Regions from separate parts of the Mus musculus genome. Here all the other regions are linked to region 7. The links are chromatin contacts, called in public Hi-C, HiCAR-type, HiChIP or PLAC-seq and promoter capture Hi-C maps. All regions are on one chromosome and are shown on one strand. Each heading gives the region's core, a stretch centred on a gene start, on an enhancer-like site or on the middle of the called end of the contact. The rest is flanking DNA. Distances are from core to core; before and after follow the strand shown.

Region 1 (2,916 bases), core at 363-2,862, 920 kb after region 7:
TCGCGGGAAGAAACAAAAACCAGAAAAATAAGACATCTGCTCGAGGAGCTACAAGCAGCTGTCTCCAGCTGGGAAATCATTCTGGCAAACAAAAACAAAACAAAACAAAACAAAACAAAAAGGTGCTTGGAGCCCTCTTTAAGCATGGTGAGCCTCCTGGGGAGGACTTGGCAGTGCCTTGCAACCTCTCAATGTGTTGCCTATCCAGGTCTGAAGTCTGGGCTGAGTTTTGGATTTCAGGCTACAAGCTCTACAAAAGCGCAGGAAAAAGAAAAAGAAAAGAAGAGAGGAGAGGAGAGGAGAGGAGAGGAGAGGAGAGGAGAGGAGAGGAGAGGAGAGGAGAGAACAAAAACAGAACTAACAGGATCGTTGATCAGGATGTGCCTAGACACGTCTGGATCTAAAGGTAATCCAACTAACAGGATGATGGGCACTAGGCTAGCCACCGGGACCTGTCACATGGCGTCAGTCCTCCGATTTAAGGATCATTGCACCAACCCCTTATTCTTAGACTAGCTATATGCCAGAATCCCGTCGCTTCATAAATAGCAAAGCTGCTGGCAGCGTACGCTTCCCTGGGTGGGGCTGAACCAGCTGGGTGTCCCGGGAACCCCTGCTGCTCGCCTACTGGGTGCACAGGGGTGCGTGTACAGGCTATTAGGGAAGGGGCGCGGTCCCTGCCCACGGACCTGCCGCTCCTCCGCCTGCATCCCGTACTCCTCGCGCATCCGCAGCAGCTCATCCTCCAGCCTCGCGCGCAGCTGCTCCAACTCCAGCGCCTGGTTCCGCAGCGCGTCTGCCTCCTGCGCGCACAGCCGCGCCTCGTCCTCCGCCTGGAGCCGGCTCTCTTGGCCGCGGCGCAGCGCCTGCTCCAGCTCGCGCACCTCGTCCTCGTACAGCTGCACGCTCTCCCTCCACGACTCGGCCACCAGCAGGGCGTAGCTGTCGTGCACGTCCCGCAGGCGCGGCGGGGGCGCGGCGGGGCTGGTGGCGCGGGCTCGGAAGTGCATGGTGAGGCTGGCAGCGCGGGCTCGTAGATCTCGCACTTGGCGTTCGTGGGCAGCGTCCAAGTCGCGGCGCTCAGTTTCCAGCCGGCCCAGCAGCGCCTCGAGGGCGGCGCGCGCGCCCAGAGCCTCCTCTAGCTCCCGCCGTTGCGCTCCCAGCTCGGCATCCAGGCGGCTGCGGGCAGTGCCGGCTTCCACACCCTCCCGCTGCAGCTCCAGCAGTTCCCTCCGCAGCGCGTCGCGCTCGCCCTCGGCCAGGGCTGTGGACCAGTTCAGTTCATCTAGCTGCTGTCGTAGGCTGCGCGCCTCCTCGGCGTAGAGTGCCTGATCCTCAGCCCAGCGGTCCTCCCGGCTCAGCCGGCTGCGCAACTCCTCCTCCAGTAGCAGGTTCTCGCGCTCCAGCTCTCGCACCCGGCACACGTAGTCGTAAAGCCGGGCGTTGAGCTCCTGCAGCTCCGCCTTTTCAGAGCCCGTCTGCAGCCGCCAGGACAGCATCTTGCTGGGTGTGCCGGACCCTTTCGATTAGCCGCTTGCCTCCTGCCCTGATCTTGTCCCCTCCGCCCCGCCGCGCCGCGCCCGCCGCGCCGCTGCCTCGGAGGCCCTTGGACTGGCGCACCGACTGGCGAGCTTCCCCACTTAGTGGCCCGGTCGCGCGGCTGTGGACTTGGGCCATCGCCTCCAGCCAATCAGGACGCGGCCCGCGCGGCCACTGCGGCCGGACAGCGCCCCCTGCCGGACAGATCGGGCCATGGCGAGGCTGCCCAGCACTGGCCCCCCTGGTGGCCCAGGGTAATCCCACGTGGGTTGTCGGATTACTGCGTGCTGGCTATCTGGGACACCTTATGAGGCTCCCCGTTGCTACTCCTAGGGCGCAACTAAGGCACCCCTGAGTCCCAGCTTTCTTTAATGAAAAATAGTTGCCATTAAATGAGAGATCCTTTTCGTAGAGGAAGCTTCTAATTGGTTGCTCTGGAGATGAGGGGCAGGAGGTGTATTCTTTAAACTAGAGTTATAGTTCAACAATAAAGAGCTTGCCAGATAAAGAATATGCCAGGCCTGGATATCAATATCCACCACCACAAAACAACTTTGCGCATGTATATTGCACATCCGTATATACACATATACCTGTTATGTTTTTTAAACTAAGACCATTTCAGTAATTTTGCTTTTATTTTTTATGTGTGTGAGTGTTTTGCCTGCATGTATTTGTACCACGACGGTGCACACAGACGCCAGAAGAGGGCGTCAAATCCCCGTGAAACTGGAGTTAAAGGCAGTTGTTAGCCAAAATGTGGGTACTGAGAATTGAAACCACATGCTCTGCTGCCAGTGCCCCTAACCACTGAGTCATGTCTTCAGCCCTACATATACATTTTTAACTTCTGGCATGAATGCATCTCCATTTGCCAATATTATATGTTTAGGTAAGATTTCCTTTCCACGCAGAGTGGGAAACGCTGTTACCTTCTTACTTGCACAAACCACCTTCATGGGACTTTATGCTTTGCAATATTAGCATCATTCTGGTGGAGAAAGAACCTAGAAAGACTTTGAAGTGCTCTGAGCACAGAACATTCTAGACACCTACCATCTCTCCAGACTTTTGCAACTGCCTTATACACACCCCCATTATGACAGCCTGGGAGGGGGGCCGCTGTCTCTTCTTTCAGCAGTGTGCCCTTAAAGCACTTAGTTTAATTGCCATAGAAACCACAGCTCTCTCAGTTTGTGCATACTTGCATCTCATTGCATTACACGACAGTTACAAAGGATGGTAGCCAGAGTCAGTAGCATTACAGAGCGCAGGAATAGGCACAGGTGGCCCTAAGTAGGGGGGTGGGGGGTATTCAGCACCAAGGCATTGGCCTGGGAGCCCTGGACTCTGTTCTTCCGTTCTCCCATCCACAGG
Region 2 (2,700 bases), core at 108-2,607, 760 kb after region 7:
TACATTCTATCACTGCTGAGAGTTATTTGCACTATAATAAAGGAATTTTCTACAAGATTAAAAAAAATAATTTGAATAGCAATTAAGCATGCATTAAAATCAACTGTGTTCCCTGTTAAGTTTCAAACCCAGGACAAACAGTTGAGGTGTCTATTTAACTTATCCAAGCAGACCTGGCCTCAGCTTCTGCCAGCATCTCTGAGTTCCTACCAGTTACAGGGCAGGGCTGTCATACCCTGCCCTCTAGCCCCACCCCATGCTCTTCCCTATATGACACAGCCATTTTGCTTATATGCCCCTTTTGTGTCTTAGGCCTCCTGGCTGCTATACCTCCTTCCCCTCTCTCCCTCCTTCCTTGTTCTCACCCTCCCCCCAACCCCCGGTTCCACACATGGCCCAGCTCAGTCTGGTCATATCCACTCTGGACTTCCCCAGTGTCCCTGCCTCTGGCTATGCTCTCCCACATATCTATAATAAACTTTCTCCTCCACCATTCCTAGGAACAGTCATGGCCTTTCCAATTTTTTTTTCCATTCATTTCCCACTGAGACCAATGAATGCTGCCTTGTAAGAGATAAATACTTCATTAATAAAATTTACTTCATAATAACCCAACTCCAATGTTGACAAACAGACAGCTGGCCTCCTCACACATAACAAGAAAGACTAGAATAGTTTGATTTAACAGAGAAGAGCAGCAGGCCAAGAGACTCAAGTTCTAAGATTCTTCTCACAAACTCAGAGGCAACTGACTGCTGCAGGGCCACCCAGGACTCACTGTGTAGACTTGGTTAGCCTGCCTCTGTCTTCCAGTATGTATCACAAGACCAGGCATCCAGAGCAAAGTGTTAGTGATCAAAACCCAGTGATACTCCTGGTACAGGTCAGACAAGAGCACAACATCATCCAGCCTCTGTGCAAGGCATCAGACATGAGAAATAGCCATGGGAGTCGGGATGGTGGACTCCGTTAAATCCCAGCACTCTGAAGGCAGAGGCAGGCAGATCTCTGAGCTCAAGGCCAGCCTGGTCTACAGAATTCCAGGACAGCCAGGGATACTTAGAGAAACCTGTCTTGAAGAACAACAACAAACAATCACTGAGTAAAACTAGCAACTAATGTCCACATATTACTTATGAGACATTAAAGATCCAAGTACGAAAGCCAACTTTGGAAAAGGAAACTTTCATTTTGTGTGTGTGTGTGTTTTAACAAAACAGACCTGGAGTGTGTGGCAGCAGCTTAGGTGAGTGCCTTTAAATAGTCAGGGATTTGTGAAGTGCAGAGCACATGTAACTTAAGCTGTGTTTTCCTCAAATCCCCAAGCATCCATTTGCTTTAAGAAACCCACGCTTCCTGGCTGGGCGCCTGCATACCAAACCTGCCAGGTCTTGAATAGTTTTAGTTCTGTTACTAAATTAGGAAACTAAAGTAGGCAATGTCTGGGCCAACAACAAACTAAAAAGGCTCAGCATCATTAGCCTGCAAGTCTTCTTAAAAGCCAGGTCATTAGAAGATATTTAATTTTTAATTAGAGATACCAAAGTAATTTAGCCTAATAAGGAGCAATACTAGAAATAATTAAATGAAGACAAAAAAGAAAAAAGAAAGAAAAAATTAAAGAAAAAAAAAAAGAGAGAAACCCAAGCATTTAACAGAGTATTCTTTAGAAACAACCTTCATCCCTGTGTTGGAAATAAACCAGCCCTTGAGGCTCAAAGACGCAATGGCGGATGCTAAAATGTGTTTCAGAAGCAACAGAGAGGCAGGTGAAGTTCATCACAGCTTTACAAAGACAGAGGGGGGAGAGAGGGGGAAGACAGGAGGAAGAGAGGAGGAAGAGAGGGGGGAGAGATGGGGGAGAGATGGGGGAGAGAGGGGGGAGAGAGGAGGAAGAGAGGGGGGGAGAGATGGGGGAGAGAGGGGGGGGGAGAATGAATGAATGAGAATATTCAGCTTAGGAAGTAGCCAGGGAGGCTTGAAAAACACAGAATGATTTCATGAAAATAGTCACTTTAATAAGACAAAAATATGAAGAGAACATATATAATTTTCCTCATCCCAACCTTTACTAGTCTAATCAGCATACCACAAGGTTTTAAAAAGGAACATAGCTATTAATTAGCATTCCCTAAACTATTATAAAGTCACCCTTATATTTTCTCAAAAGCTAATGCCTGCATTCTGAAGGTGTTCAGAAGAATTTTAGTTCCAAGAACATCCAGAAAAGATTTCCCTTATAAACACTGTTAAACATTCATAAATTTCAGAGCTCTGTTTATTATGACTTTAGTTCTGTGAAATAAAAAGAAGTTAAGCGTGTATTTGCTGTGTAGTCCATTTTTCTTGGTTTATGTATTTAAACACCAGATTCAGAAATGACAGAAGCTTGACAGCATCTGAACGTGGCGAGATGCCCTGAAAGACTAGTCACTTTGGATCCACCTTCTAGCACAAAGCCAGTTCCACAACAATTCCTGATGCCTGAGCATGACTTCTACAGAACTTCACAACCAACCAAGGCAACCCCGCATGTGCCCAAACCCAGAGCCTCTTGTTGCGTCACTTGGCTACCTACCATCCCTACAATCTGGCCATGCATAAAAGGGCAGGCAGGCCCATGGGAAGAGGCTGGGCCTTTGCATCTCACATCTGTGCTGTCCTCAGACCTAGAGGTGGTAAGACTCCTTCAGACCTCCC
Region 3 (2,700 bases), core at 198-2,697, 860 kb after region 7:
AGGGGTGTGTGTAATATTGATAGATGATAGATAGATAGATAGATAGATAGATAGATAGATAGATAGATAACACTCACACATCTATGTATATATAGTTTTCTAGGATAAGTATACTTGGGTTTGCCTCTCCTATAAAGTGGGAGTGATAATAATACTCAAATGACACAGATAATGTGAGTGCTGGCTCACACCTTCATAGGGCATACTGACCCTGCCTTACTCACCTCCAGATTCTGAGGCAATAGGAAATTAGATTTTTGTAAGCCACTGAGAGTGATCAGGTCTCAGCCCAGAGGGTCATCTCCAGACCCTTTTATCATTTGTTTTATATAAAAAGACTGGCCCTATTCCTTCCCCCTTTCTACCCTACCCCTATGTAAGAGTCTGTAGGGTGTGAATCAGACATGGGGCCTTGGATGAGTGAGGACAGCCTAAAGGCAAGGGTGTGGAAGGGCCAGGACCCCGCAGCCTACACAGGCTCTCAGCTCCACCTTCAGCCCCACAACCACGTGGCTGTGTCGAGCATCTCTTGATTGACATCTGAAGAGCTTCTGTCCCAGTCAGAACTGAGGTGCAGAGGCTCGGACTGGAGACTAGGAAGGAGAAGGGTGACTTCAGGAGCACAGGTAGCAGATGTCTCAGGGAATAGCAATGATTGTGTGTGGGTTCTCAATACTTTTAACAATCTTCAGAAGCAGGGCATGATACCACAGCCGGTTCTTCCTACCAGAATGTTCTATCAGTCTAGAGAAGGTCCTCCTTGTCTCTGACTCTCTCCCTCCCTTTCCTCCTCCCTCCCTTTCCTTCTCCTTCCCTCCCTCCTCCCTCCCCTCTTTCCTCATTGCTCTATACTAAAAGGACAGAATCCAGATGAGCCTGCGGGCTGCTCCTTGCTAGGCCTCTCTCAGATTCAGCACCTGCCAATCAGAGGACACGTCTCACCTTGGTAATAATAGTGGTAATTTAATGGGAATTTTACCGTAGCCACTGAAGGTAAGGACATTCTAAGTGAGGACGGTGGCAGGGAAGCCCATAGGGTAGCTGCCATGCTAGTTGTCCAGTAGCAATGGGAACCCCAGAACAGCTGTGCAAAGCAAACAGACCCTCACCCCCACGGCCCGAGCAAATCAGAAATGAGTACCCGTGTGGAGAACCCTCCCCATTATCCCAGCCATCGAAACCTCCTGCTGTCAGACAGAGTCCTTGCTCGCTGAGTGGCAGGTGCTGTGGGCAGGACAGGAGCAGCCTGCCTGGGGCCCAGGGATTCACCTTCCCTCTAGAAGCAGAAACAGGAGAGTACAGCTGGAGACCAAGCAAGCACATCACCTCCCCTCCCCCCCATCTTGCCTATCTTTTCTCTGCTGTCCCTGTCCCTTAACTTGGAGGAAGCCATGGGGCAAGGCTGTGAGAGACCCAACCAGGCCTCTACTGCCCCCTGCAGGGGAAAGGAAAGAGTACTACTGGGGAGTCTGGGAGATGGGTCCCCACCCTACCCAACCCCTGCCCCTGCTCTCACCCACCCAGGGCTTTCTGATCTGGACTACAGTCACTTCTAGTCCCAAGGTCCCCCCAGAAGCAAACCTGCCTGTCCTTCAGAGTATCAAGAGGTGGTCTGGCCTTTGCTCTTTTGTGTTGAAACTTGTCTGTACCTAACTTTTTTTTTTTTTTTTTTTTGAGAAAAAGCAAACAAAACAATAGACTCTTTAAAAAGCGTAAGTTCCCGTGTGAGGTTTTCCCGTCACCGGCCTGCTCCCACTCCCTTGCTGGATGTCCATTGAAGGCATTGCCTGCTAGCACGCAGGGCTGCTGGCCCTGGAGTATTTCTGGCTCCCTTTGCACGGTGCCGTCCCCGCATTCCTCATGCGGACAAAACTGCCCTAGAAGTCTGGGAGGCTCTGGGAGGCTCGTGCTTGCCTGAAGATTCCCAATTCAGGCTTGAGGAATGTCACTAACCTGGGCCTGGCCAGCTTCCCAGAGCATCCTTAGACAAACTTGGTATTAACAGCTCTCCCAACCCTGCGAAGTGTCCAGGGCCTTGGCCTTGTGTTTATAGTGCTTCTCCTTAAGGATATTAAAATGAAATGGTCCAAAGCCAAGTACATTTCAGTGTAAACCTCTGTGCCGCAGGGCCCGCTCAGAGCAGGCAGCCTTGTTTGGAAGTGGCCCCATGTGGTCCTGGGCACAGCAGGCTAAGGCGGTCTTCTGGGTCCCAAGACAGCAGCGGGAATGGCGAATGGCATCTGCCTCTGTTGAAACCGAGGCTCCAACAGGGATTTCTGAGTAACTGGGTTTCCCCTCTGTATAATTTCTTTGCCCAAATGCATCTATTTCCCAGCTCCCACTTGTCCTAGTCTCCTATATTTTGCACAGGCATAATGAAAAATGTTTATGAAGCCTTTTTTTTTTAATGTAATTGTTTGGGTAGGTCTCCATGACCTTCTATAACCCTCCCTTTTTCTCAACCCTTCCCCCATGCCCTGTTAGCTCTGCTTCATGCCCCTCCTCCACACAGTGGCTGCCTGTTCTAATACCACTTAGACCCCAAGTGTCCTGAGAGGCTAGCAGTCAGGCAGCTCCGGGTGTTTGTAACTGATGGAGCCTGGGGTCCCCTGGTGGGTAAGATTGCACCTGGGAACACTCAATGACTGTGGCCTGCACCTTCCTGTGGCTTTCCTCGGCTGCCCGCTTCTCCCCTGCTTC
Region 4 (2,924 bases), core at 417-2,916, 780 kb after region 7:
GATGGCATCACTAAGAGCAGGGTCTGGGAAGTGGCTCAGCTGCTTAAGTGCTTGTCTTGCCAGCAAGGAAACCTGAGCCCAGACCCTAAAACCCTACATTTAAAAAGCTCTGCAGCACATGCCTGTAACCAGAGCTGGGGACGCAGCAGCACATGCCTGCAACCAGAGCTGGGGGCGCAGAGAGGGTCTAGGTTGACCCTGCTTGGTGAGTACCAGACCAGGGGAGATTTCCCTCAAAAAAAAGACATCTGAGGAACAAGTTACAAAGTGGTCCTCTGCTACCCTCTTCCCACACACTCCCTCCCCACAACACCCCCCCATAAGAATTTTAAAGAATCTATTATTTTATATGTAACTAAATTCTTAGTTAATTGCACCAAGTACTTAGTTTACTATTTCCCAACAGCAGTTTGTCTAGTAATTTTCCTGGCCATTTATTGTCTTATTAGATGTCTCCATTTAATCTGTCTTAGCTGGACTTACATTTTAAAGCAAATAAATTGAAAGTCCTTTAAATTAAAATTCCCTAACTTACCAACCAAAATAGGTTTAAGGAGCTAGAGATAGAAAGACAGGGTCCGGGGCTCATCAAATTTTTATAAAGCAAAATATAAATGACACTGTTTTCAAACTAAGAATTATAAGTATGCTTACCTTCTGGAACCACAACTATGTTATTTGAGTGAAGGTACCTGTGACAAAAGGAGGGGAAAGTTGCTGTCATTATTCAGTATTTTGTCAGATAACCAGCTAATACAAGCTCTGTTTGAAAACTTATCAAATATAAGCAAAACTTCCAAAACACACAGACATAACAACAGCTAATGCTTTGAGAGTAATATGCTAAATAACAAATATTAAATATATCTTCTGATTTAGTCATTTTAAAATCATTAATATAAAAAAATCATAAGGTATTTAACCTCATTAAAAAATTTCTAGTTCCATAGGCTGGAGAGACGGCTCAGAGGTTACTCCAGATTCCCGTTCAATTCTCAGCAACACCATGTGATATTTTATAACCACCTTCAGTTAGATGTAAGGCCCTCTTTTGGTGTGCAAGCATACATGTAGGCAGAACACACTATATATAGTAAATAAATAAATCTTTTTTAAAATTACTAGTACATCTAGTTCATTAAATTATTTAGGTTTTCAGAAATATATTTACTGTGTAAAGAAAAATCAATACCTATTGTGTAAAAGGAAAGATCAGTTTTAGTTTCTAAACAGTAAAAGTGGACTGAAGACAATTCTAACTGGCTCAGCTAGCCATTAAGAGAGAGCACTTGTTCTTACAGGGTCCCAGCACCCACTTGGTGCCTCCTAACCGTCTATAATTCCAATTCCAGAAAACAAGCACCCTTTTCTTCACTACACAGGCCCTAGGTGTGCATATGGCACGTACATACTTGCAGGGAAAATACCCAAACAAAATAATCTTTAAAACAAAACAAACAGAAAACTCTTAAAGATGTCTCTAGTTGGCATGCTTACTGTAACCCAAGAATAGAGATTAGATGTTCACTAACGTCTCCGCAGAAATACTCAGATGCCAAGACACAGAAATCTGACTTCTCAGCAGCAGAAGTCTTCTTTAAAAAGACCTACAAGTCCAGGCTTGTCTAAGTCATCAACACTTTCCCACTGAAGCATCTTTGGCACACTCTGGTGGGGACTCCAGGTACCATCTGAAACTATATATATTCAGAGCTACATGCCATGACTGCCAGAGATCGTACAGTAAAAATAAAATCAGTAATAAAACTGATTTTCTTGTGAGGTAGGACAACTCGATTTTAGAACACTTGATTTCAAACCAGCCAATTTATTGTAGGTAAAAAAATAAATCCCCAAAGTATTTTAAAATATAACTTAGAAATTTTCTTTCATGTTTTGACTATCTTTAGTGAGTGCTAAAATGTCAGTAAGAACAGAATTATAAAAGCAGAAAAATTGTGAAGGCTTTTTTTATGCCGAATTAAACCAGTGCTGTACAGAATGTTAACCTGTGGGTTCTGAAATCAGCTAAGACCAGACACACTCAGATGTGAGATTTTTTTCTTCCAGGAAATACCTAAGGGCTTTTCACTAATGACTCTAAGGTTTGAAACCAGCTTTTCAAAAGATACTATGAAGAGAAGCGACCAGGCTGTCTGACAAGATCACATCCTCAGGAGAAGACAAGGAAAGCTGAGGAGAAACAAGCACCCCTGCCATGCCACTTGGCCACCAAGCATTCCCTCTCCTTCCTTCCATGTTCCATCACCACTGGCTGACAGAGGAGAGACCTGAGCCTAGAGTGTCTGCTCTTCTTGACAGTCAATCAAGCAACAAAGCCTTTTCTTTTGGCAAAAGCTGCAGTCATAGGACTGGCTTCTGTGTTTGCCAGGAAGTAAGCCTTCACTTGATAACTATGTGACACAATTTAACCAAGTGTGCACTCTAAAACTCATTCTTCACTCTGTGTATATGAATTGATTACACATTTTGAACTCAATACTTTGGAAACATTCTTTTTTTTTGGTTTTTCGAGACAGGGTTTCTCTGTATAGCCCTGGCTGTCCTGGAACTCACTTTGTAGACCAGGCTGGCCTCGAGCTCAGAAATCCGCCTGCCTCTGCCTCCCGAGTGCTGGGATTAAAGGCGTATGCCACCATGCCCAGCTCCTTTGGAAACATTCTTGTTCAAGGTCATTTGTGCCAAAAAACTGTAAATCAATGTGCAGGTACACTCACTACAGTATGTAAATATGAACAGATGCCATCACATAAAAATCACAAAAAAAAAAGAGTACCCATTATTATGACTGAAACTTAACAACACATTTTAATACACTAATGTGTCTATATTAAAATAAAGATGCTATATACCACTAGAGTGTTCCTGATCCTAACTACACATTGGAACTATCAGGGTCTCCA
Region 5 (2,901 bases), core at 229-2,728, 710 kb after region 7:
CTCAGGACTGTTTGTACCTCAACAAGCTCTATGGGAAAGGGCACAACACCGCCTGGTCCCCAGCTGTATCAGGTGTAAGGAGCATAGGAAAAGAATCACGTTTAATATGTAGCATAGATTTAAAGGAATAAAATATGTATGTACCAAAAAACTGAAAACTGCTCTCTTAGTGAACCACAAAATTTTACATTTACAAAACAGGTGAGGAAAAATATTAACTAATCAATATCACATTCCAGTAACAACAGAAAAGGCCTCAGAAATCCACTAAAATACCTGTTTTCTCACAATTTCTATGACAAAGGCTTTTAAACACAAGCGGAAATTTATGGAGTTTAAGACATAGAAAACTTTTAAAATAAAAACTTCATTAATAAATTATAAATGGGCTACTCACAAGTACCACATGAGTTTAATTCTAGTACTTGGGAGGCAGAGGCAGGTGGATTTCTAAGAGTTCGAGGCCAACATGAGCACGTTCTCAAAAATACAACTCCAAAATGCTAAATGGTCTATAGTCTCATATGTGCCTTTCTGAGCCCCCAAGTAGCTCAAGGAAGTCAAAGCGGAGGAGGTCCTGGCTTGGACTGGAGCCGCAGTAAGGCACAGAGCAAATTAATAATTAGGAAAGGAGAGTAGATTAGAGTCAGACAGCTTGGGCTTGAACCTTCATTCTTCTGCTTACTAGATACGTGGCCTTAGGATCTCATCGGTGTAATGGGGGAACTAAAACTATCTCCTAAGTTTGGGAAGAATGGCTAGGTTTATAAATGTGTGACGCAGGATTCTTGGAACAGAGCCTTCTCTAGTATATGACAGGTATTATTTTCATTATTATTAGTAAGTGACACACTGGGAAGTGTGGCCAATTAACAGAGAACTTTCTTTGGCATGCAGCAAGGGTACCAACCCTTTTCTATCCTTTAATTGCAAGGAACGAGCTGGAGGCTACGGCCTCTGGAGATGATGATTCATCCCTTCAAGCCAAGGACACAAAATGGGACACGACAGAGGAAGCACTTCTCTGCTCTAATATACCACAAAAGCCTCTGTGCAAATTAGATGAGGTGCCATGCAGACATCACACCACAAAGTTAAATACATACCGACACTTGCTACTTCTCCTTACACGCCTCCTCTCCTTGCTTTATGGGGAAAGATGACTAGTTAATGACTCAGAAATACTATTTGGCTACATTTCATCTTAGGGGGATCTGGCTGGCACTCCCAGAGCACTTTCGAATTCATTACATGTGCCCTAGCAGTATATACTATCTTGTGCTATAGCTGAATCAGCTGTGTTAAAGCCTATTACATGTTAATGCCACTTAATATTTCCAAGTAGTACAATCTGAGGAGGGAGGGAATGCAGGAAAGGGAGGGAAGAAAGAGGGAGAGAGGAAGAGAGGGAGAGGGAGCAAGCAATGACCTGCTCTTAGTGTGTTTGGAGTCAGGACTGCGACTGCATCCTGGCTTCCCACAGGGTAGCTGGTTCCTGCTTCCCTGATTCAGTCTCTTCCTTTGCTGTATGATAAGGATGACAATGTAATAGCTCACGGATTTGTGACTTCATGAAGCTGGTGTATATGGGGCCAAGCTTGATCGCACAGTAACAGGTGCTCAGCACACCCTGACCATTTATCTTGCTCTTCTGAGTGTAAAGAGATCAGAAAAGGAGTGTAGATCCTGAGGAGAGCCCGGCGGCTGTTTTAGCTGACACAGCACAGCCTGCTGGTCAGGGTGAGAAAGCTCCTTGTTTGGCAAGGTCCCAGCTGAGAGAGCTAGGCTCTGGCTGCCTCAGGAAAGCACGCTTTTAGCCAGCCAGAATATAGTCTGCTGCCAAAACTCCCAAGCCCAGAGGACTAGCAGTTTAAATAAATGAGCCTGAAATACGAGAATCTGCTGCATGGAAAAGCTTTGAGTCTTTTTTTATATTGTTTTACCCAGACTAACCTGAAATTCACTAAGCAGCTCAGGCTGGTGACAACTCATGACAATTCTCCTGCTTCAGCCCCTCAACTGCTAGGATTATAGTTATGAGCCCCTGTGTTTGGTTCTTACATTCTCTCTCTCATATATATACATATATATGTATATATATGTATATATGTATATATATGTGTGTGTATATATGTACATATATGTATATACACACACCTATATGAATGTAAATAAATAACACTACATATATGTTGTTTAGATTATTTAAGTGTATGAAGTTTATGTATGCATTTGTACCATGTCATGCCTGTTCTTATGGAGATCAGAAGACGGCATTGGATTCCCTGGAAGTTTATGAGTCACAGATGGCTATGAACCACTACATGGGTGCTGAGAATTGGATCCAGATCCTCTGCAAGAGCATAAGTGCTCTAAGCCATTGTACCATCACTCTGGCCCCTGGTTTCTTCGTACGTAATACAGAAACTCTTCACTAAATGATAGACTTTAGAAGAGACTACTTACCTACTAGTCAGTAAAGGTTTATTTTCTTCTGATTAATATTATTTACTTATATTATTTCACCAATACTACATGCTAAATAAAGATCATAAAAGAACATTCAAAAAACAAACAGAAAACCCTTCTTCTACCCAGGAAGCAGAAGCAGGTTGATCTCTCAGTTTAAGGCCAGACTGGTCAACATGGTGAGTTCTTGGACAACCAGGGCCATGCAAAGAGACCTTGTCTCAAAAAACTAAAATCAAACACATATCCACAAACAAATAGCAACAAAAGGGCCTTGTAAAAAAGGCTCAGTATGTGAAACTTGCAAAGCACAGAGCTATTTGTCTGCCTGTCCAGGTTTGAAAGCCACCAGTGACTGTTCAGGAGGCTATTTTCTTTGTTTTCTGGAGAGAGGGTTTCTCTGTTGTAGCCCAGGTTGGCCTGAAACTCACA
Region 6 (2,877 bases), core at 33-2,532, 760 kb before region 7:
GACTCACCTGTGTCTGCCTGCTGAGTGCTGGGGTTGAAGGTGTGTGCCAACATTTCCCCTCCACCTTGTCTTTTAATGAAACTAAACATTACTTATTTCATCATCATGATTGCAGATGTTAAGGGACTGGATCAACAGGCAAATGAGCAACCTCCTCTCTCGTAACCAGATGTTTCACTTGCTCTGTATGATGTGAGAAATCACCTTAAGCAAAGAGAGAGGGTTCAAACTGGCCTCAGAGGTGGGGTGGCAGTCATCGGTACCAAAAAAGAAAAAAAAATTAAACTGATCCTTTTTTACCACTGAGAAAACTATTAAAATCATAAAACTTTAAAAATTTAGCAATTTTTTAAAAAAGCCATGTTGTGTCTGAAAAAAAAAATCAGCAAATTCATGGCTATCTTCATATTCTTAGCTTCATATCCAGTCATCAAAGTCTATTTTCAAGGTGGTTGATAATGTGAAGTGACTCCAGGCTTTTCTCTCCCATGTCCCCAGATGGAGTCGCTGAATTAGAAGATCCTTAACAGACTAGTTTTTATGACACAGTGAGTTTTATTTCCATTTTGGAGATTCAAAGTCCTCAAGCTTGGTACAGCACCGTATAGATTCCATCAGGCTCCTCAGGCTGAGTCATCTCACGGTGGGGTGCACAGAAATCTAGTCTCTTTTTCTCTGGGGACACCCACATTGACCTCATATAGTAGTTTCCCAAAGGATCCCACCTTTAAACACCACAGAGTTCTCACCTTCTTAATCCCATTAATCTATGGAAACTTGATTCCATCAGTTCCTTTTCAAATCGCAGCTATCTCCTTTATTGCCTTCCTAGTATGTTGCAGAGAACCATTACAAAAACTGTGGTAATGTAACACATAAGAGCCTAAGTTGAAGTCATTACTACATTAATTCCTTCCCTTGAGACAGTGGATCAGAAGAAAGGAATTCTAAGTAGATCGCTTTCCGCACGTTAGGGGAGGGGAATCTATGCTGCAAACCTTTAGGGCCCGGTGACAAGGGCGGGACTCAAATCTCATCTCCAGGAGGTTTCAAATCTCTTGAGCCTCAATGTCCAATCAGTATCAAATACAAGATCGGTTATCCGAGCTATGCCGAGTTGAGCTGCGAGCTCCTCCCTGAAAGTCAAACGCGCTTCCGCCTGGGCATCTTTCAGCCCCGCCCTCTGGTCACACCCCCCCTGTGATTGGTCGAGCGTCGAGGTAGGTCGAGCCACGATAGGTCAGTACCGCCACGGCAGTGAGCGCCACGTGTACATAGGGCCGAACCGGAAGCGCAGAGCAGAGAGGAGCAGCGGGCTTGTCGTTGGTGGCGGTGGCGGTGGCCGCCATGGATCGCGATGAGGAACCTCTGTCCGCGAGGCCGGCGCTGGAGACCGAGAGCCTGCGATTCCTGCACGTGACAGGTCAGGGGCGGCGGGCGCCGCCATGCTCGGTGGGTCGGCCTCCAGGAGGCTTGGCGTTAACGCCGCGGACTGGCCGAGCCTGCTTGTTGGGCCGGAGCTCACCTTTCTCGAAGTCGCCCTAGCTGGGCGGGCGCTCGCGGACTTGGCTCACGGGAGTCCCTTTAACATTTTCCTTTTGCAGTGGAGTCCTCCGCCCGGCGTTTCACTCTACCCGACACTAACACACTGTTGTCTCACTCCTTAACAAAGTGTAACTCACGGAGTCTGGATGGCCTTTGCTTTCCTGAATCAGATAGACACGTCCCCTTTAGTCCTTCAGAACCTAGCTGCTGGGCTCTGCACCCTCCGGGCTACTCCCGAGTCCCCTTGTAGTTGAGAAGTTTCTGTACCCAGCGATTCGCTTCTTAGGAGTCCATTTCCAGCTAGACTGTGAAGGTTCTGAAAGAAGAAGCTATGACTATTTTTGTAGAGTATTATTGAAAAAAATGCTATTACCATTTCTGAAACTGGTTTCTTTCTCTTTTTTTTTTTTTTCCCCCCAGTGGGCTCCCTGCTGGCCAGCTATGGCTGGTACATCCTCTTCAGCTGCATCCTACTCTACATTGTCATCCAGAGGCTCTCCCTTCGACTGAGGGCTTTGAGGCAGAGACAGCTGGACCAAGCCGAGACTGTTCTGGGTTAGTGCCATGTGGTAGAAATGAAGGCGCCTGTCATTTACTTAGTGGGTGGTGGCAAGACATGCCTTTGAGGTTTGAAAGATTTTTATTGAGATGCAAAGACTCCGTGATGGTGTATAGCATACTCAATGCACATCTTGTTCGGTGCATGGGGACCAGTCCCTGGAGATGGCCAGGTCTTGTGGAGGAAACAAGAAGTGTCAAGGGGCGGGGGTGGGGGTGGGGGGATCAGGCATTGGGGTCCTGGGAATCTTGCCACCTGACTGACTGGAAGTGGGGTGCTGCTTTATACAGCACTCCGTAGACAGGGATGGATTCATAGATCATATTTTTGTCCCCAGATGTATTTTAGCTTCCTCGTAGTCATAAGTTTAGCCATCATTGATAAACCGTGACAGAGCAGAGTTATCTTTTACAATCATTTTCCCTCATCAACCCCGTAGCCCATTTTTTTAAAGAATCTAGAGGCATATTTTGCCAAAGCATGACAGTCCATTCTCAGGCTGGTAGCTCTTATGGTTTCAAAGGCACTAGACAGAAAATCTCCAAGCCAGCCTGGGTAGGTTGTCATGTCCTATGGCAGTAGATTAGCAGTTTATTTAATCAACTTTTGATGGTTAGAGTGCTAATTGTCATTAGGCCCAAGGAAAATCTTCAGGCCAGAACTGCTACAGTTATTATTCAATTTTGGATGTAATACAATGTTTTTATCTTTGTGGAATTTATTTTTAGGTCTGAACTTGGTATTCTTTTGTTCCTTGGCCATAGGACATCACA
Region 7 (2,773 bases), core at 218-2,717:
TCAAGAGTAGTCCAAATGATTAGAAGTTCACCCTCCAAGGGGAGGCAGTATAGCTTAGCTCCTTGATTTACAGAGAAAAAACTGAACAACTCTCAGAAGAAAAACATTCCTGGGCTGTCAGAATAGCTAGCTGCTGTCTGACCACACACACACACACACACACACACACACACTCACACAGGGCTAAGGCTTCTCCTTTTCTTCCTGTTTCCCATGACATGGTTGAGGTCACAGTCAAATTCTCATGGTCAAGTGAGGCAAAGCCCTACTCATTCATAGCCACCAACAGAGCCTGACCCATGCTGCCAGTCACCCGAGGGTGCCAACCGGTGAGTGACAGCCACTAGATCAGAGACTGGCTCGGCAGCACATTCTGTGATACGCCTTTGTGGAGAGCTGCAGACAGCTTACCAGGACAGGGGCACCAAACTTAGGGAAACTCACCAGTGTTTACCTCGTCTCTGGATGCTTTCTGGTAATTCAGCCCTGTGATGAAGTCTGGATCCTGTGATGAGGGGTGAGTAGGGGCCTTTTTGAAAACAAGCAAGCAAACAGACAAAAAGGGAGAGATGAGGAGCCATCTGTGACTGCTGTGGTATCCCTGTGCTCAGTCAGTCCTGCTATCTGTAGGACAATTTTAAAGAGGCCAATGGGATTACCCATAGGGGTCTGCTAGGGATAATATCTGGCTAGATTCTGCTGGAAAATTGAACACTCATTCTGTTCGTGAAAGGCTGGGTTCAAGTTCAGGCTCTGCCTCTCAGCTCTCCAGGGTCCTGCGATGCAAAGCGCAGCTAATATACCTCCCTAAACACACCTGACCTAAAGTCAGGATCACAGACACAAGACACGGCTCTGACAGATACTAGCTGTCCAATTTAAGCAGGCTCCTTACATTTCCTTTTTCTCAGTTTCCCAGTCTTCAGGGGAGTGTTATTATGCTCTCACCTTCTTGGATTCTGTGAAAGTATAGACTGCAAGAAGCCTGCGGGGTGTGGACAAACACCATAGATATAGAAGTCAGGCATGAATTCAGGTGTGCTAGGAACACTGGGCTGCGTCTTTCCAGCCCAAACTAATCAAAAATAGGAGTCACTTCAATACATAGAGATTTTCTTTTTCTTGTACTGAACTGGTTGGTCTGGCCTATCTTCCTAGGAAGCCTCAAAGGTGATCTCCCAAATGTGAACAAACTGAAGACCAGGCTGGTGTCCTCCTGGCTGCTCCAAGATGCTGCAGCTGAGCCGGCTCGCGCCTGCCACCTGGTGTCACAGCCTACCTACTGCCTAGAAACCACGTGTAAGAAAGTGCTTACAACCTAACTACGCACGTTGGTTTCGACCGGCCCTAACCAATACGGACAGGGAAGGCGGGGCAGAGAAAAGCAAAAGCCCAATCACCGCCTACTTTCCAAGGAGAAGGTGGGGCTTAGTATTTACCATGTTGGGTTTGTCCGCAGCGCTAATTACTTTTTCCAAAGGCTGCAGGGCTGCACTCCGGTTGGCTTCGCCGCCTCGCGAGTCCCTGCTCTATCACTACAGTCTTGGGGGCTGCTGGTCCCAAGTACCATGTGTGACGGCACCCTGCTGCCCCCTCTCGTCCTGTCCTTGCTGCTGCTGGTGTGGGGGCTGGACCCGGGCACAGGTAGCGTTCCTAGCTCTCGCGGCCACCTTCCCGGTGCCTTCCCGAAGCATCCCGGCGCCCGGGTGCATAGGTGGACCGCTGACAGCATCCCCTGAGGAGGAGAGTGAAGGCCGCGGCCGGAGAACTGGTCTCTGGTTCCCTCTCGGCACGCGGATGGCGAGCTGACCCCCGGTGCGATCGAGTGGCTTCGCCAGCTTGGAGAGGCCCGGCTCGGGGAGGGAAGGGAGTGCGGGGTCACGGCTGCGCGATACCCACGGAGCCTTGCGAGTCAGCGCCGGAGCGGCCGGCAGCCCTGGTGGCCAGGCTGGTGCTGACGCGTGTCCTCTCTCCCCGCAGCTGTCGGCGACGCGGCGGCCGACGTGGAGGTGGTGCTCCCGAGGCGGCTGCGCCCCGAGGACGTGCACCTGCAGTTGCTGCCGGGAGCAGCGGGGCTCCGGCGGTGGCGGCGACCGCGAGCATCTCCAGGTGGCCATCGAGCAGGGCAAGGAGAGCGCGCCCTGCTACTGCACCTGCCGGCCTTTGGGCGCGACCTATACCTGCAGCTGCATCGCGACCTGCGTTTCCTGTCCCCAGGCTTCGAGGTGGAGGAGGCGGGTGTCTCGGGGCGCAGCGGACATCCTGCCGAGCTGTGCTTCTACTCCGGACGAGTCCTGGGCCACCCGGGCTCCCTCGTCTCCCTCAGCGCCTGCGGCGCCGCCGGCGGCCTGGTATTGCCCGCGCCCCCTATGGGTCTGCCTTGCCCAGTCTGTTACTTCTCCTGGGGTGGTCCCGCGGAGGGCTGGGCGGGAGAAGACCTACCTTCCCATCTCCTTCACTTGGCCCTTTCAGACTGTGCCTTCCTAGGAGAGAGAACACAGGGGAAGGCCTGTTATTGTCCTGGCTTCTGTTGTGTCCTGAACCTGGCCGAGGTGGGGTTGCATTGAGAAATTAGCTATAGCTCACCTAGAGGAAAGAATATGAACCTGTCGTTCCCACTCTGACAGCATCAGCACAGGTGTGTATGTTTTCTGCACGTTATGGGGAAGCTCTAAAGTGTTCATTCCCTGTCTAGGAATGGGGTATCTAAGCACTTCTCTTCTGTCCCTTGAGCCTTCTTACATTAGGAGGGGACCCCAGGCAGGCCATGGTT

What was found. HiChIP or PLAC-seq counts read pairs in DNA pulled down with a chosen protein or histone mark. Hi-C and Micro-C count contacts between places; a contact is called where the count stands out from the background. HiCAR-type assays count read pairs that join an accessible place to other places. Capture Hi-C pulls out chosen DNA fragments and counts their contacts.
Region 1: a contact with region 7 is called in a promoter capture Hi-C map of liver, with 2.7 times the contacts expected there. The contact joins the promoter of Synm here to the promoter of Adamts17 in region 7. A contact is called at or near these places in 6 of 39 promoter capture datasets (the C10 cell line, the HPC-7 cell line, hippocampal neurons and 2 more), 1 of 15 datasets of contacts at CTCF or cohesin (embryonic stem cells), 6 of 484 Hi-C or Micro-C datasets (the N1E-115 cell line, cerebellum, cortical neurons and 2 more), 4 of 115 datasets of contacts at active chromatin or transcription factors (astrocytes, double positive thymocytes, microglia and 1 more) and 3 of 9 other capture datasets (adipose tissue, embryonic stem cells and liver).
Region 2: a contact with region 7 is called in a HiCAR-type map of astrocytes, with 5 times the contacts expected there. The contact joins the enhancer-like site here to the promoter of Adamts17 in region 7. A contact is called at or near these places in 9 of 39 promoter capture datasets (cranial neural crest, embryonic stem cells, frontonasal cranial neural crest and 4 more), 3 of 115 datasets of contacts at active chromatin or transcription factors (astrocytes, embryonic hindbrain and neural tube) and 2 of 9 other capture datasets (embryonic stem cells and liver).
Region 3: a CTCF HiChIP or PLAC-seq map of stem cell-derived epiblast-like cells shows a contact between it and region 7, with 7 times the contacts expected there. The contact joins the enhancer-like site here to the promoter of Adamts17 in region 7. A contact is called at or near these places in 2 of 39 promoter capture datasets (the C10 cell line and hippocampal neurons), 1 of 15 datasets of contacts at CTCF or cohesin (stem cell-derived epiblast-like cells) and 1 of 115 datasets of contacts at active chromatin or transcription factors (astrocytes).
Region 4: a contact with region 7 is called in a Hi-C map of neural progenitor cells, with 8 times the contacts expected there. The contact joins the enhancer-like site here to the promoter of Adamts17 in region 7. A contact is called at or near these places in 22 of 39 promoter capture datasets (the 3T3-L1 cell line, 3T3-L1-derived adipocytes, the C10 cell line and 14 more), 3 of 15 datasets of contacts at CTCF or cohesin (embryonic stem cells, large pre-B cells and stem cell-derived epiblast-like cells), 95 of 484 Hi-C or Micro-C datasets (the 3T3-L1 cell line, the AML12 cell line, the AtT-20 cell line and 50 more), 18 of 115 datasets of contacts at active chromatin or transcription factors (PVALB interneurons, SST interneurons, astrocytes and 13 more) and 2 of 9 other capture datasets (embryonic stem cells and pancreatic islet).
Region 5: a HiCAR-type map of astrocytes shows a contact between it and region 7, with 4 times the contacts expected there. The contact joins the enhancer-like site here to the promoter of Adamts17 in region 7. A contact is called at or near these places in 10 of 39 promoter capture datasets (the 3T3-L1 cell line, the C10 cell line, cranial neural crest and 5 more), 3 of 484 Hi-C or Micro-C datasets (the N1E-115 cell line, cerebral cortex and cortical neurons), 3 of 115 datasets of contacts at active chromatin or transcription factors (astrocytes, forebrain and pancreatic cancer cells) and 3 of 9 other capture datasets (adipose tissue, embryonic stem cells and liver).
Region 6: a contact with region 7 is called in a Hi-C map of conventional dendritic cells, with 11 times the contacts expected there. The contact joins the promoter of Selenos here to the promoter of Adamts17 in region 7. A contact is called at or near these places in 2 of 39 promoter capture datasets (the 3T3-L1 cell line and liver), 1 of 484 Hi-C or Micro-C datasets (conventional dendritic cells) and 2 of 115 datasets of contacts at active chromatin or transcription factors (bone marrow-derived macrophages and forebrain).

Annotation. Positions count from the first base shown.
Region 1 is chr7:67,758,130-67,761,045 of GRCm38.p6, forward strand. It overlaps Synm (synemin, intermediate filament protein), which reads right to left and starts at 1,613. Exons shown (of 5, transcript NM_207663.3): 1 at 690-1,613. The coding sequence starts at 1,499.
Region 2 is chr7:67,596,909-67,599,608 of GRCm38.p6, forward strand. The region is part of intron 5 of Lrrc28 (leucine rich repeat containing 28); the gene reads right to left. Among named protein-coding and RNA genes, the nearest start is that of Gm23233, 28 kb to the left of the region's middle. Within about 2 kb of position 1,358, at least 29 of the 459 cell types and tissues checked have an H3K27ac peak or open chromatin away from gene starts, as enhancers often do. A contact at or near this core is called in astrocytes, where this site is marked.
Region 3 is chr7:67,699,619-67,702,318 of GRCm38.p6, forward strand. The region is part of intron 7 of Ttc23 (tetratricopeptide repeat domain 23); the gene reads left to right. Among named protein-coding and RNA genes, the nearest start is that of Gm34140, 16 kb to the right of the region's middle. Within about 2 kb of position 1,448, at least 24 of the 459 cell types and tissues checked have an H3K27ac peak or open chromatin away from gene starts, as enhancers often do.
Region 4 is chr7:67,618,420-67,621,343 of GRCm38.p6, forward strand. It overlaps Lrrc28 (leucine rich repeat containing 28), which reads right to left. Exons shown (of 10, transcript NM_175124.5): 4 at 655-692. Among named protein-coding and RNA genes, the nearest start is that of Lrrc28, 25 kb to the right of the region's middle. Within about 2 kb of position 1,667, at least 37 of the 459 cell types and tissues checked have an H3K27ac peak or open chromatin away from gene starts, as enhancers often do. A contact at or near this core is called in the C2C12 cell line, bone marrow-derived macrophages, cortical neurons and 3 more, where this site is marked.
Region 5 is chr7:67,547,688-67,550,588 of GRCm38.p6, forward strand. The region is part of intron 6 of Lrrc28 (leucine rich repeat containing 28); the gene reads right to left. Among named protein-coding and RNA genes, the nearest start is that of Gm23233, 22 kb to the right of the region's middle. Within about 2 kb of position 1,479, at least 92 of the 459 cell types and tissues checked have an H3K27ac peak or open chromatin away from gene starts, as enhancers often do. A contact at or near this core is called in the N1E-115 cell line, adipose tissue, astrocytes and 4 more, where this site is marked.
Region 6 is chr7:66,078,367-66,081,243 of GRCm38.p6, forward strand. Selenos (selenoprotein S) reads left to right here and starts at 1,283. Exons shown (of 6, transcript NM_024439.3): 1 at 1,283-1,423; 2 at 1,966-2,100. The coding sequence starts at 1,348.
Region 7 is chr7:66,838,268-66,841,040 of GRCm38.p6, forward strand. It overlaps Adamts17 (a disintegrin-like and metallopeptidase (reprolysin type) with thrombospondin type 1 motif, 17), which reads left to right and starts at 1,468. Exons shown (of 23, transcript NM_001033877.4): 1 at 1,468-1,644; 2 at 1,981-2,351. The coding sequence starts at 1,569. It overlaps Gm33627 (a long non-coding RNA gene), which reads right to left and starts at 1,524. Exons shown (of 4, transcript XR_391554.2): 1 at 1,440-1,524; 2 at 445-529.